Regions from separate parts of the Mus musculus genome. Here region 2 is linked to region 1. The links are chromatin contacts, called in public HiChIP or PLAC-seq maps. All regions are on one chromosome and are shown on one strand. The core of a region is the stretch at or near the end of the contact, and the rest is flanking DNA. Distances in the headings are between cores, read along the strand shown. Region 1 holds the start of Pnpla2 (patatin-like phospholipase domain containing 2). Region 2 overlaps Tspan4 (tetraspanin 4).

Region 1 (6,556 bases), core at 2,243-4,742:
AACTTTTCAGAGTGTTAGCTTTCTAATGGCTGGTTCTCTACATTTTGCATTTATAAGTACATTATAGCTGTCCTCGGACACACTAGAAGAGGGCATCAGATCTCATTATGGATGGTTGTGAGCCACCATATGGTTGCGGGAATTTGAACTCAGGACCTTTGGAAGAGCAGTCAGTGTTCTTACTCACCTGGTCTGTCAGTCTTTTAGGTAGACAGCTGAGTGTTACACAGAGGATGGAGATCACTCTGCTTCCTGTGGCAAGGAATAAAATATGGCCACAACCAGGAAGGGTGGTGGATGTAGAAAAGACAGCTAACACCCTTTGAGGTGAGCTATAAGGGAGCAGGTAGAGATGGGGGTAGGGGTAGGAGGGTCCAGGGTTCTGGGCACAATTGTAGCCTGTACCCTGAAGGAAGGGAGGGGCTTGTGCTGCTTAAGGTTCTTATAAGGTTGTTCATGGGAGTTGACCCAGCCTCAGGATTCTGAGAAAGGCCAGCCCTGTTCTTGGCACCAGCATCTCCCAGGAGCCTGAAGGGTGTGTGCCCAAACAGCCTTACCCTCTGTGGAAATGAGAGCAGAGGTCCTACTGAGCTGGGGCAGCACTGTCCCTCAGGCCCATTACTGGAACAAAAATAGAGAGGACCTTAAGTCGTTAGCTTCCTGTGTGTACCAGGATAAGCCCTGGGCTTACTGTGGACTTGTTTCTACCCTAAACTCAGTCATATTAATCATGACATACCGGTGTACATTCCACCTTGACAACCTTTGGTCTCAGTCAGTGTGTGGGCCAAGCCAGCATAGAACAAGTTTACCTAGCATAAAGAACCTTTAAAAGCCTGGTGTGGTGGCACAAGCCTTTAATCCCAGCAGTTGGGAGGCAGAGGCGGGTGAATTTCTGAGTTCGAGGCCAGCCTGGTTTACAGAGTTGAGTTCCAGGACAGCCAGGGCTACACAGAGAAAGCCTGTCTCAAAAAAAAAACAAAACAAAAAAGAACCTTTAAAAATCAAAATTCTGAGCCGGGCGGTGGTGGCACACGCCTTTAATCCCAGCACTCGGGAGGCAGAGGCAGGTGGATTTCTGAGTTCGAGGTCAGCCTGGTCTACAATGTGAGTTCCAGGACAGCCAGGGCTACACAGAGAAACCCTGTCTCGAAAAACAAAAAAACAAAAAAACAAAAAAAAATCAAAATTCTGAGCCAGGCAATGGCAGCTCACACCTTTAATCCCATGATCAGCAGGTGGAGGCAGCTGAGTAAGAAAAGGTAAGTTCTGAACTGGGTACAGCGGCAGAGTTTGCCTAGACACCCCAGGTTCAAACCCCAGGATCTTCAACTAAAAATTCAAATTGTGGAAATAGTGAATGTTATCAGCAGACTGAAGTTAAGATCCCAGCATCTAAGCTGGGTGACACACAAATACCTGTACCTCCTAATCTATAGGGTTCTGCATCCCTTTGATTTTTGGGTACATAATTTTTTTTTTTAAAATCAGGGACTAAAGAGATGGCTTAGTGGCTAAAAGCACTGTTAGCATAGGACCCCGGCTCTCTTTTCAGTATCCATATTGGGTATTGGGTGGCTTGGTGGTTCAGAGTCCTCTAGCTCTGGGGATTGGTCTCTTCCTGCCTCTGTACCTGCACTCAGGTGATCTTAAGTAGAAGCTGTTGTGGTCCAAGGTGATGAGTAGGAGCTGTAAAATGTCTTGAGTTCAGGACAGCCAGGGCCACAGAGACTGCTCACCCACCTTGGATGCTCTGTCCTTAACTGATTGCCAGAGCTCAGCTCAGTAGCCCCAGAAATACCCCACCTTTTGACTGTACAATGGGTTGGGACACCGTTGACCTCACCTATTGATGCACCTATGCTGGGTGTGAAATGGCCCACTACAGGATGGGACATTGTGACTTTAGAGAAATGTCTCCAGGACCCCTTGGACCTATGACCTAAACTTATTTCCCTACATCTACCAACCCTACCATGTTTCCTTCTTCATTCCCAGTTTAGTCCTTGTCCTTGGGACCACTAAAGAGATTTTTAAAGCCAGCCCTGGCACCATTCACCCAGCTCTCACTCTGCTGATGCACACTTCCTTCTCTTGATGGCTCACATCCAAGGGTTTTCAACATAACTGACCAGACCACCTGCCAAGGAACTGTACTCCATTTTCTGAGAAAACTTCACAAACAAAATGGCTAATAAACTAAACTGCTTCAAACAGCTTCCTCATGACGTGTGAGGATCCCCTTATTTTCAACATACTTTCTTCCGCTGCAAGCCTGCATGGTGTATCTTTAAAAGGCAATTAAGCTGGGGGCCTCTAATTCTACCATTTGGGAGATGGAGGCAGGTTTCTAGTTTAGGATTGAAGTCCATAGTATACAATAGATCCTTTACCTTGTATCAAAAATAAACTTTTTAGATTAATCAGCTTCAAAACCCCTCTAAGTTATGTATATAACTACTGCTCAGGTACTTGGGCACATTTCTAAGACCTGGACTTGCCTCTTAAGTGCCTCTCATGTATGCTTAATAAACTAATTTCATTCTTGCTGGTTTTGAAGTTCTTTGCGGTGTATGTCAAGGTCCCGGGTCACCTGAATAAAAGGCACTGGCTCAGAGATCTTCAGGTTGAATTGTTGACAATACAGTTGTACTTCTGTTGTGATAGGTCTAGAGCTAAGCTGGGAGTGAGAATTTCTGGGCAAAAAGACACTGTCACCCATAAACCCAACCTTGTTTGGGGTGGGGTAAAACGAGGGCTAGGTTTTAGCCTGTCCCTCAGCTAAGGGAATTCTAGTCCGGGGAAAAGGGTGAGAGGGTAACATTACCCAGGCGCACACCACTTCCTGGAACAATCAGTTGGGTTGAGGCTTTTGTTCTGAGACCAAGTAGACCCCACAATCGGAGGAGCCACAGGATCAGGCAGCTAAAACCCAAGTGAGCAGCTAGGGTATCGAGGGCCCCTATGATGGTAAGAGCAGGACTTGAGTCTGTGACAGTATTTGCTGGGCCAGTGTCAGTCTGTTTGGCCTGTTGGTTTTGGGGGCTTTAGCCTGAGTGGCCCAGGTTTTCAGGCCCATAGGGGGTACTATCTGCGACTTCGCCCAGGTTCTGTCCAGTTCATCTGTGTCCTGGTGGGTATCCCTGGAGAAGGAGGAGACACCTGTTCACAAACTCCTGGTACCCAGATCTGTACAAAACTTGCACTTCTCCATGTGCTCGGCTCTCCCTGAGTCCAGGGGCTGCCCAAGCTGTGGGATTGAAGAAGCTGTGGGATTGAAGAAGCTGTGGGATTGAAGAAGCTGTGGGGAGAGAGAGAAGCTGAAGCCTGGGAATCCCCTCTCCAGGTCTCTCAGATGGCTTTGCCCAGCAGGTGTCACGAAGGGGCGGGGCCTCGGGGGCGCGGCCGTTCCCTGCTTGATCCAGTTGGATCGCGCGCCCAGGTCCTGCCCCCTGCCGACCAGGCCCCGCCCTCACCCCGCACTAAAACACCTCCTCCTCTGCCTCCCGGCACAGCGTCTCCGCCTCCGCCGGCGGAGACCCCAAGGTATCGAGACTGCGGGACCCACTGCCCGCAGGACATCGAGTCACGATGTTCCCGAGGGAGACCAAGTGGAACATCTCATTCGCTGGCTGCGGCTTCCTCGGGGTCTACCACATTGGCGTGGCCTCCTGCCTCCGTGAGCACGCGCCCTTCCTGGTGGCCAACGCCACTCACATCTACGGAGCCTCGGCAGGGGCGCTCACCGCCACAGCGCTGGTCACTGGGGCCTGCCTGGGTGAGCCGAGCTGCGCGGAAGTTGGGCAGGATGGGGTGGGGACCGCGCAGGCCGGTGGATGCTCTAGCGTCCCACGCCTAGCCGGCGTAGGGAAGCTGTTCCAGTAACTAGTTAGTGCAGTAGAAGCGGTAGAGAGGGACATCTCTGCCTGTATTCCGGAACTATGACCGAAAGTCCAGTTCTGAGCTCCGGTCCGGGGCGGGTTCTGGTTTGTTTTTGTTCTGGTTTGTTTTTGTTCTAAGAGTGTCTAGGGACTGGGGTGGGGCCTGGCGCGCTCTTGGCTCATGGCATTCTCTTGGTGCCCATGTAGCCCGCCTTAAGGGGCACAAAGGTTGGAGACCAGCAGGTGCCACTCGACTGTTATTGGAAAGAGAAAGTAAATCGTGGGCGGAGCTATGAGCGAGGGAGAGAGGAGGGGCATTGGTCTCCCCGAACTGGCTGCCAGCGGTCACTGTGTCCTGAGGCTCTGCCGCTACAAACTGCTGTGACTCTGGGGCCTAGTACAAGGATTCCTCAAATGGGCATCTGGACACTGTGTCATGGTTCCTAAAGGGGACCTCTGAACGCAGCTGGAGCCAGGGCTGGGCATAATTGCTTGCTCGGTCCATGGTGATTGACAGCTGTAGCCAGCTGACCCACTTCACCGGGTGGCCACACTTCTGTGCTTTGAAGGGTTTCGGGAGTACAGAGATGGGAAGGGGGGCTGGGTCTCACACTTCCGGCTACCACGTGGGTTGTTGTTTACAGCACACAAAGTTCTTCCTCCTTAGGAGTCCTGGGAAGTGCTGCCCATCCCCCCGTCCCATAGGTCAGGCAAGGTGACAAGGGCATCGGCAGGAGATTGTCTAGGGTTTTCTGCGGTCTCTTTCCCATCACCTTTGCCCTGAGGAGGGAAGAGGAGAAGGAATACAGTTCTAGTTCTTGGTCCCTGAAGTTCACCCTGTGATCTTGCCCGCTGGCTCTCATGGGGGCTTTCAGAGGAGTGGGTATAGTGGGTAGGTGGTCTCAGGACAGACATGAGGACCATACCTGAATTGAGAATGAGTTAGGGATGCCACTCCCACAGAACCACTTACTACCAATACTTTGCACAGGTGATCTTGAGCAGCTAGAACAATGACAGGTTGCCTACTGTCTGCTGTAAACCCCTGGTCTTTATGTCCCATGCCTGCCAAGGTGAGCATCTTGGAGGAGGGCATGGGTCCTCAGGGGGGAAAACAAACAAACCCTAGATTCTCCTCTCTCTGGCCACCGTACTATTGTTCTGGGTCATCATCAAGGGCCTCCTAAGTGTCAGAGTGCTTGCATTTGGCAGAAGTGAGACCATGTCTTCCCAGGAAGTGGGCCCTCCGCTGTAAGCTACTGTTCTTGAGGGTGCACCTCTTGGGCTGAGCTGGGCTTCGTGGGTCTGCCCACCCACTTAGATCTGGCCAAGTAGGTGATGGTTGAAGTAGGTCAGAGTTGACCCTCCGTCTTCCCATGCTAGGCCACGTGCCATACCATGTTAGGCACAGTGACTCATGGGGACAGGCAGTTGGGAAATACCAGGCACAGGGCAGGTTTTAATCGCAGCTGGCCAGCTCCTGCTGTACGCCATCTCCAGGGTGGTGGTCTGCCTTCTTCTTTAAGTGGCAAAGTCCCAATTGTGAGCCAGCCCCCAGTGTGGGCATAGGTGTCTTCACAGTCAATGGAATGTCATCCATCTGAGTATATCCTGGGTGTGGAGTCCTGGAGGACAGATGGTTACTAAGCTGGGAATGCTGGGAATGCTGTCCCTGATCCCGGCCCTGCTCTCCCAGGTGAAGCAGGTGCCAACATTATTGAGGTGTCCAAGGAGGCCCGGAAGCGGTTCCTGGGTCCTCTGCATCCCTCCTTCAACCTGGTGAAGACCATCCGTGGCTGTCTACTAAAGACCCTGCCTGCTGATTGCCATGAGCGCGCCAATGGACGCCTGGGCATCTCCCTGACTCGTGTTTCAGACGGAGAGAACGTCATCATATCCCACTTTAGCTCCAAGGATGAGCTCATCCAGGTAGGCACTGCAGACACCGTGTTGGCGGCGGCAGGGAGTTAACTCAAGGCAGAGCCTTGTCTACTACCCTGTGTCTTGTTCTTCAGGCCAATGTCTGCAGCACATTTATCCCGGTGTACTGTGGCCTCATTCCTCCTACCCTCCAAGGGGTGGTAAGTATCTCTGCTTGGCCCTGCCCTGGAACGAGAAGCATCATGTACTGTCTCTGGGCTGCAGGAAAAGGGGGTGGAGGAGAAAGGCCACTGGGGTGCCTCTCTCCATCTTCAGTCCCTCACTGCCTGTTGCTTGACTTCTCATGACTCAAGATTCAGGGGAGTCTTGGGGAGGCTCAGATTTCCTCTGGCTGGTGCCCATCTCAACTCCATCTGTCTGGCCATTTGCTGAGGAGTCCCCAGTGGCCAATACGTAGTGGGCCAAAGGCTCAAGTGGAACCGAGTAGGGCTGCCAGGACACCCTGCAGCCCCTCAGTGTGTGACTATGAATGTGTGTTCTTGCAAAGCGCTATGTGGATGGCGGCATTTCAGACAACTTGCCACTTTATGAGCTGAAGAATACCATCACAGTGTCCCCATTCTCAGGCGAGAGTGACATCTGCCCTCAGGACAGCTCCACCAACATCCACGAGCTTCGCGTCACCAACACCAGCATCCAGTTCAACCTTCGCAATCTCTACCGCCTCTCGAAGGCTCTCTTCCCGCCAGAGCCCATGGTGAGCCCGCACACACCCAGTCCTGACTAAGCCAGCA
Region 2 (7,137 bases), core at 639-3,138, 36 kb after region 1:
TCAAAGGGGGCAAAGGGAAGGGACTTGAGGAGTGGTGCCCTGCTGCAGGAATCAAGCTGTCTCTGGTGGTCCTCAGGCTGACAATTTTGGCCTGAGCTTGTGGGTAGAGCCTTGCCCTAGGGGTCAGGAGCCCTGCCAGTCAACCTCACCCTGTGTGTGTCTCTCTCTCTCTTCCCATACTGCCGTGGTCCTAGCTGGGTGGCTGTGGTGTCCTGGGTGTTGGCATCTGGTTGGCTGCCACACAGGGAAACTTTGCCACCTTATCATCCTCATTTCCATCCTTGTCGGCTGCCAACCTGCTCATCGTCACCGGGACCTTCGTCATGGCCATCGGCTTCGTGGGCTGCATTGGGGCCCTCAAGGAGAACAAGTGCCTACTGCTCACTGTGAGTTTGTCGGGCCCCTCTCTGTGGCTCTCTCTCCCTACCTGTATCTCAGCTCTACCTCTGAGGCCTATCTAGTACAGGGCTTTGTGGGGTCTTCCAGGCCAGGTGGGGCTGGAGGGGTTGCTGGGTCTGGAGTACAGAGTAAGACCCCCCATCTCAAAATATATTTTAAAATGGGTAGGGCACTGGGGATACAGGTCTAGAAGAATGCCTGTCTGATATGCATGAGGCTCTGGGTTCAAGTCTCACACCACACATACAAGAAAGCACACCAGAGCTTAGAAGGATTTCTCTTGGCAGGACACAGACCCAAGAACTTAGGCATACCTACCAGTGTCCTTTACCAAACTGCTCAGATACTCATCCTTGTGGTGGCTCTACCCCAGCTCCTTGTCCTGGACCTGCCCCTGGCCCCACCCTCTGTGGAAATCTCATAGCACCATTTGGCCTTGGGAATATGTTTATGGGAAGGAAGCTATTTCCTCCTCCACAGTTTATAAAGTTAATCTCAGGTAATTAGGAAAGGAGTCCTGGAGGATCTTACAAATTGATGTGCCTGGCAGAGGCCTGAAGCTCCACACCGAGAGGTTTTGGATGGTTCCTTTCCTCTTCCTGGGATAGGAGTTTGCTCAGGGCTCAACCCCTTGTAGAGAGAGACAAACTGACCTCTTAGTACTTTAGGGGCTGTTGCAGAATGTTTATAGGCCTTTGATAGGTGATATTTGGGATCTCTTTTAAATTCTCAAATTGTGGTTGTAGAGTATTTGTCTAACATATAGCCCAGTATGGGGAGTGGGGAGTGTGAGGAGAGTCACAAATAGAGATGTCAGGCCAGGAGCCTGGGGAACAGGGACATACACGCACATGGGGATTTTAAAATCAGGCATGGGGTAAAATTCTGGCTAACAGTCCATTTAGGCTCGGGGATGGTCTGGCCTGGCTCTTGAGTTCATGGTGTGGTAGGAGTTCTGGGGCTCTCCAGCAGCAGGGCTGTGAGTAAGGGACATGTTCTCTACAGTTCTTTGTGCTGCTGCTGCTAGTGTTCCTGCTGGAAGCCACCATTGCTGTGCTCTTCTTTGCCTACAGTGACAAGGTATGTTGCTGCAAATGGAAAGTGCATGGTGTCCTGAGAGACTCAGTGCAGAAAGGGCCAGAGCCCCAGGGATCTGTGCTGTGGCTCTGGTTGTATGGGTGGGACAGCATCACTCTTAATTCCTAGGATACATGGCCAGGGCCCACTACTGAATACAGGTTGCTAAGTGTACACTGTCCCAACCACCCCAACCCACATTGCTGCTTACTGTGTGTCACATGTTGTTCCCCATACTTAGTTGCCTGGTCACACAGTTGAGTTTACGGACATATTTTAGGATCTTGAGTTATAGCTAGTTCCCAGTTCCTGTGCCCCCAACTTCCCCATAGGGCCTCCTTTCTGTAAAGTACCCCTTGGAGGCTCCCAGTACAGCTGGAGCTATCCTTCAGTGCCCTAGTTCCTTTACTGGAGATCTAGGAATGCTGCCCATACCCTCAGCTGTAGAGGAGCTGTAGAGCAGACATGTCTGCTTATACTACCAAGTAGACTGAAGTCTTCCCCTGGCCAACAGGGGGAGCCTATAGAGATGAGACGCAAGGGCTTGCACCAGGGTTCTTGAAGCTTCTGGGAGGACATGAGCCTGGACTGTGTTCTGAGTGTGATAAGGTGGTAGGGTAATGGGTAATCTCAGGAAACAAGCAAGAGGTTCGGGTAGAGGGGGAATGGGGTATTGATGAGGGATACTGTCCTATCTTGGACTGGTGTAGAGGGTACTAACTGGTGGTCTGTTAACAGATTGACAGTTATGCCCAACAAGACCTGAAGAAGGGCCTGCATCTGTATGGCACACAGGGCAACGTGGGCCTCACCAATGCCTGGAGCATCATCCAGACTGATGTGAGGCTTGGGCAGCCTTCCTGGTATGGCGGGACAGGCTGGCAGGGTGGGTGTTGTGGCTACCTCTTCACCCAGTCCTTGGCTTTCTTCCTGCTTCTAGTTCCGATGCTGTGGAGTTTCCAATTACACTGATTGGTTTGAGGTATACAATGCCACTCGTGTGCCTGACTCCTGCTGTCTGGAGTTCAGTGATAGCTGTGGGTTACATGAACCTGGTACCTGGTGGAAGTCGGTAAGAGCTTTTCCCTCCTCTGGTGGGTGGTTGCAGGGGTGGGGTCCCCCCAGCTGATCCTGGCTCTCTTGCAGCCCTGTTATGAGACAGTGAAGGCCTGGCTCCAGGAGAACCTGCTAGCTGTGGGCATCTTTGGACTGTGCACGGCACTGGTGCAGGTGAGCTGAGAAGGGCAGTGCCTGGGACTCCTGACCACAGTGGCAGAGGACTTGCTCAGGAGCCTGTTACCTGGGTTGGCAGATAGCAATGCAGATTGCAAGAGGCCAGTGTCTCACAGAGCAAGTTCACTAGGGGAGGTAACCCGTGATACCTTGAGGACCAAGTATTGCCCTGTGCAGTACTCCTTGTGCAGAGCCTGTTGTCACCTACTGGGTTAACACAGCCAGGCAGCCATATTGGTTGGTAGTGACGGGACTTCCCAGTGCAGAATGAGAGTGGCACTTGATACCCTGCTGCCTTCAGGCCCTGCTCCTCCCTCTTAGGTTTATAGCCATCGATAGAATTGCTGAGTATTGGCGGTATGGTGTTCCAGGCTAAGTGGAACAGATCTGCAATCCATCAGGCAAACAGATATCAGTTGGCCTTAGCTAGGGCAAGGAGGTACAGTAGGATAGGCAGCAGGGCTCAGGCCAGGTATGCAGAGGGGTGCAACCTCATACACAGAATGCAACTTACCCTGGGGATGACTTGCAAGAGTGGGATAATACCAGGGTGCCCAGGAAGCCCATTCTGAGCATAGTCAGAACTGAGCATAGACCTCTGTGGCAGATTAGGGCTCATGAGGCCCTTGGAGCAGCCTGGCCTCAGCCCAGTACAGGTGCCCAGACATGTGGGAGTGGGACAGTGGGCTCACCCAGACAGGAAGCCATGTGTTTGGACTGGCTGGACCTGGCTTACAGGTTGGTTTCTTGAGATACTTGCTATCCACTTCCTCTCCCTGAATCCTGGTTACTCTGCCTGTGACCTCTTGTCTCCACAGATTCTGGGCCTCACCTTCGCTATGACCATGTACTGCCAGGTGGTAAAGGCGGACACCTACTGTGCATAGGTCTCACAGCCTCTGCTTCTCTGCCAAAGGACCCGCCCACGGGAAGGAAGATGTCCAAACCCGCTCCCCCTGCAGGACTGGTGTTCTGCTGAATGCAGGGGGAAGAGCTGGAGGCCAGAGCACCCAGCATCCATCCCTGCACCTGAGGGCACTCTGCTTGGGTGGCAGCAGACACCAGACTATAGAGTTGGTGCCAAATGGCACCCAGGGCTAAGGGCCCAGGGAACTTTGACACTTTTTATATCCATATATACCTTCCAGTGTTCACACAGGATGGGGTTCCCAGCCTTGCATGGTTGCTAGGTTGGGGGCAGGCCCAGTCTGCTCAAGGCCCACGATGATCTTGGTGCTCCAGGCAGGGCCAGGTCCCATGATCCACATTCCATGACAGTGTCGTGGTTCCAGATGCATCTTAATAAAGTGTGTGAGCAGACTGTGGGTCTTGCCAACACACAAAGGTTGTACAGCCTTCAACTGAGGAAGTTCTTTCATTTTCCAAGGGTCAGCAGAGCTCGGAGCTCAGGGGAACACTGCTAACCTCTTAGTTGGGGGAAGGGGTGGCCTCCGTTCTCTCCTGTTTCTCCTGGGCTACCTCAGTTACTCTTGTATCTCTGTCCTAGTACCTCTGCCCCTGGATTAGTCTGGAGAGACTGCAAATTGCAACACTAGGAGACACAGAGCCTTTGCCACTGGCCAGAGTTAGAGTCATATAGAACATCAAGCCACCATCAAGACATCAAAGGCAGTGTCTTCTTAACTAGGGGATAAAGAAGAGCTATAGGTGAGGGCCTTTGACTATAGGGATGGTACTCTGGGGGTTCAGGCTAAGATGAGCTCCCAGGACCCTCAGGAGCTGTGAGCCATCTGACTCTCAGTCTCCACACCCTGCTGTGTGAGGAGCCTACTCTGAGCACAGTCCTCATTAGGAGTCATTGTGACTCACACACCTGAGTGTGACCCAGATATCTCTGGCTCTGGGCTGAGTCCTTGTGGCCCACTGTCGTCTTTCTAGTTAGAAGCCATAGGACCCTGAGTTAACTGTGGAGTCAGCTGCTCCAGGCAGGCTGCTAATTAGCAAAAAAACCTGTTACTTACAGATGGCCAAACTGAGAAGTTGTACTCAAAGTACAGTGGGGTGCTGACCCTCCTCAAGTCCCAGGATGCCCTTTCTCCCCTCTCCTCCCCAAGCTAAGCAGCTGCCATCCATGGCTCATGGTCACCAGCTCACCATAGCCACTGACTACCTTGCCACTCTCTGACTGAATTTCTATCTACCAGTCTGTTAGCTCTTGGACAGCATCTCTGCATACCTCAACTTTGCTGACTCAAACCCAGAACCTGAAGGTTACTGCTCAGTGCGGATGTCCCTGCATGGTGCTTGGGGTCAATCTCCAGCATCAATGAGGGAAAGAAAGCCAAGAGGCTGAGCTGGCTGCTCACTTTTCTGTGGCCCCAGAGAACTCAGCCAAGTTCCCATCTACTTCTATCATTTGACTCTCCAGCAGGACCCTTGACTGTGGCACTCTGACCTATTCTGCTTGTCCCCCATGCCACCTTAATCACTCCATCTGCTTGCAGAAGGCTGTTCCCCAGCCTGCTTCACCAGTGCTCTGCCCACAACTAGGAGAACTCCATGTCACTCACTTCTTATATTCGGAGACTACTCCCATCCACTAAACCCTTGGACTCAAGGCTAGGACTCAGCTCTGGCTGAGCAGCCAGTGTGGGAGCAGGCTCATGGCCCCACCGTACCAGCCAGTGTTCCAACGTCTACTACCTCATACCACACATAGCACATGAGCGCACTGATGACCACTTCTTATAGTATGGGGGGGTCAAGATGCCTCTGTCCCTCACACTGGCCTTCTTGTCCTGACTATCCTTAACTGGGGTCTGTAGAGTTGTGTCTTCTCAAAGTCAGCGGGGTCAGTGTAGCCCCCAAGGCCTTTACAGGTATCAGATAGTTGGCAGAGTCTATCCATCTCAGGAACCCCTGACCTAGCATCCCAGGTTCTCAGCCTTGGTCACACTGAGCTCAGTGAATGTTCAGGGATACCTCTATTCCAGTAGGTTAAGGTCAATAGGTGGTTCAACTGACGTAGGTAGGACTACCCACTCCAGAGTGGGAGAGGTTCAGCCTTTTGAGTCAGGCCTAGGCCCGCTGTTTTAGCATCCTCCCCGTTCCTAACACTAAGGATCTTGAGCCACAAATCTCAGAAACTCACAGGGTAAAAGCCTAGTTAGGGTTTATGATCTCTATGGCTCAGGCTTGGCTAGTGGATTAGAAAGCTCCACCCAATGGCCCGCAGCACCAGAGATCACTACCTTGAGATCATATCCAGCAGGGGATGAGGGCACTTGGAATGAAGGAGTGAAGAAATAAGTAGGTCAGCCATTCTTCACCTGTTGGTGCCTTAGAAGTCTTGGACATCTCCCCAGCACTGGATCAGCCTGTTGCTGTTTACTAAGATAGACAGATCCCTTCTGATCTCATGATACCTGTCCCACTCAGCCCACAGGTCCTTCTGCTGCCCCATGGGCTGATCCTATCCTGTTATCTGGTGGACAGTCAGGGCTATGGCCCATGGTGTTTCACAGAAGTAAGTCCAGCTTCTCTGGGCCAGTTTCCAACATGATCGCACAACCTGGTCACATCAAGCCCAGTGGGGGTAGGTGTAGAACCTGCTCCAGGTATCAGGTACCTTGAATATACCCGTGTTTGTGGTAGGCAGGTGATCATAGTATGAAGGCAGGGCCTGTCAGGCTTAAGGGTGATGCTGAGAAGGGCTGTTTAGAAGAGTCTGTGATTGTTCACATCTTCCAAACCCACATCCCACACAGGCCTTGAAAAGCACTCGAGGCCTGAGTCCAGAGCCAGGCTGTCCTAGGGGATGGGGGTTGCGTTTTCACCTGGCCCACAGCAGGCAGCAGTGAGTAGTGAGTAGAAAGGATTCCGATTCAAATCCTGGACTAGGAGACACCCATGCGTGTGGACCCATAGCAGCTGTCTCATGGTAAACAGAGAAAAGGCCTATATTTCACCAGTCACTCCATGGCTTAGAAAAGTCCAGTCACTTGGGGGTTGCTTTCCAGCCTACAGCAGGTCATAGAAGTAATCCAGGCCTTGGCCCAGCTCCCAGATGGAGACCCCGACGCCAAGCTCCCTGGCTAGCTCCAGCCGCACCTGCAGAGACTGGGGGCAGACAGAGGTGTAGGCACCTGCTCCACCCATTTCCTTACTACCCCCACAATATATCCCAAATTACCCTAGACATGGGGGCAATGTGTGACCTGGAATCAAGCCCACAGAACAGACCTCAAATGCAGATGGCAAGTATTGATACCACTGATGTCATCTGGCCAAAACTCACTCCCACCACAGCATTATAGTTGACAGTCAAAGCACATGGCACATACCTTCAGAGTTGGGTAGAAGACAACATGCCTCCCGCCGCGATTCCTGCAGGAGAAATGGGACCATGAGCCCTGCCTTCTGGCCCTGGCTAGGTCAAGGACTACACTCTTCTCCCACCGGGGTTAA

What was found. HiChIP or PLAC-seq counts read pairs in DNA pulled down with a chosen protein or histone mark.
Region 2: a contact with region 1 is called in an H3K4me3 HiChIP or PLAC-seq map of bone marrow-derived macrophages, with 2.4 times the contacts expected there. The contact joins the enhancer-like site here to the promoter of Pnpla2 in region 1. A contact is called at or near these places in 2 of 39 promoter capture datasets (embryonic stem cells and macrophages), 1 of 484 Hi-C or Micro-C datasets (natural killer cells), 5 of 115 datasets of contacts at active chromatin or transcription factors (CD8 T cells, the HPC-7 cell line, bone marrow-derived macrophages and 1 more) and 3 of 9 other capture datasets (adipose tissue, liver and pancreatic islet).

Annotation. Positions count from the first base shown.
Region 1 is chr7:141,451,696-141,458,251 of GRCm38.p6, forward strand. Pnpla2 (patatin-like phospholipase domain containing 2) reads left to right here and starts at 3,493. Exons shown (of 9, transcript NM_001163689.1): 1 at 3,493-3,778; 2 at 5,578-5,810; 3 at 5,897-5,962; 4 at 6,310-6,519. The coding sequence starts at 3,592.
Region 2 is chr7:141,489,358-141,496,494 of GRCm38.p6, forward strand. Tspan4 (tetraspanin 4) reads left to right here. Exons shown (of 8, transcript NM_053082.3): 3 at 195-386; 4 at 1,405-1,479; 5 at 2,215-2,316; 6 at 2,417-2,548; 7 at 2,623-2,706; 8 at 3,528-4,070. The coding sequence ends at 3,596. It overlaps Chid1 (chitinase domain containing 1), which reads right to left. Exons shown (of 13, transcript NM_001142681.2): 12 at 7,014-7,056; 13 at 3,779-6,789. The coding sequence ends at 6,691. Among named protein-coding and RNA genes, the nearest start is that of Tspan4, 18 kb to the left of the region's middle. Within about 2 kb of position 1,889, at least 4 of the 459 cell types and tissues checked have an H3K27ac peak or open chromatin away from gene starts, as enhancers often do. A contact at or near this core is called in bone marrow-derived macrophages, where this site is marked.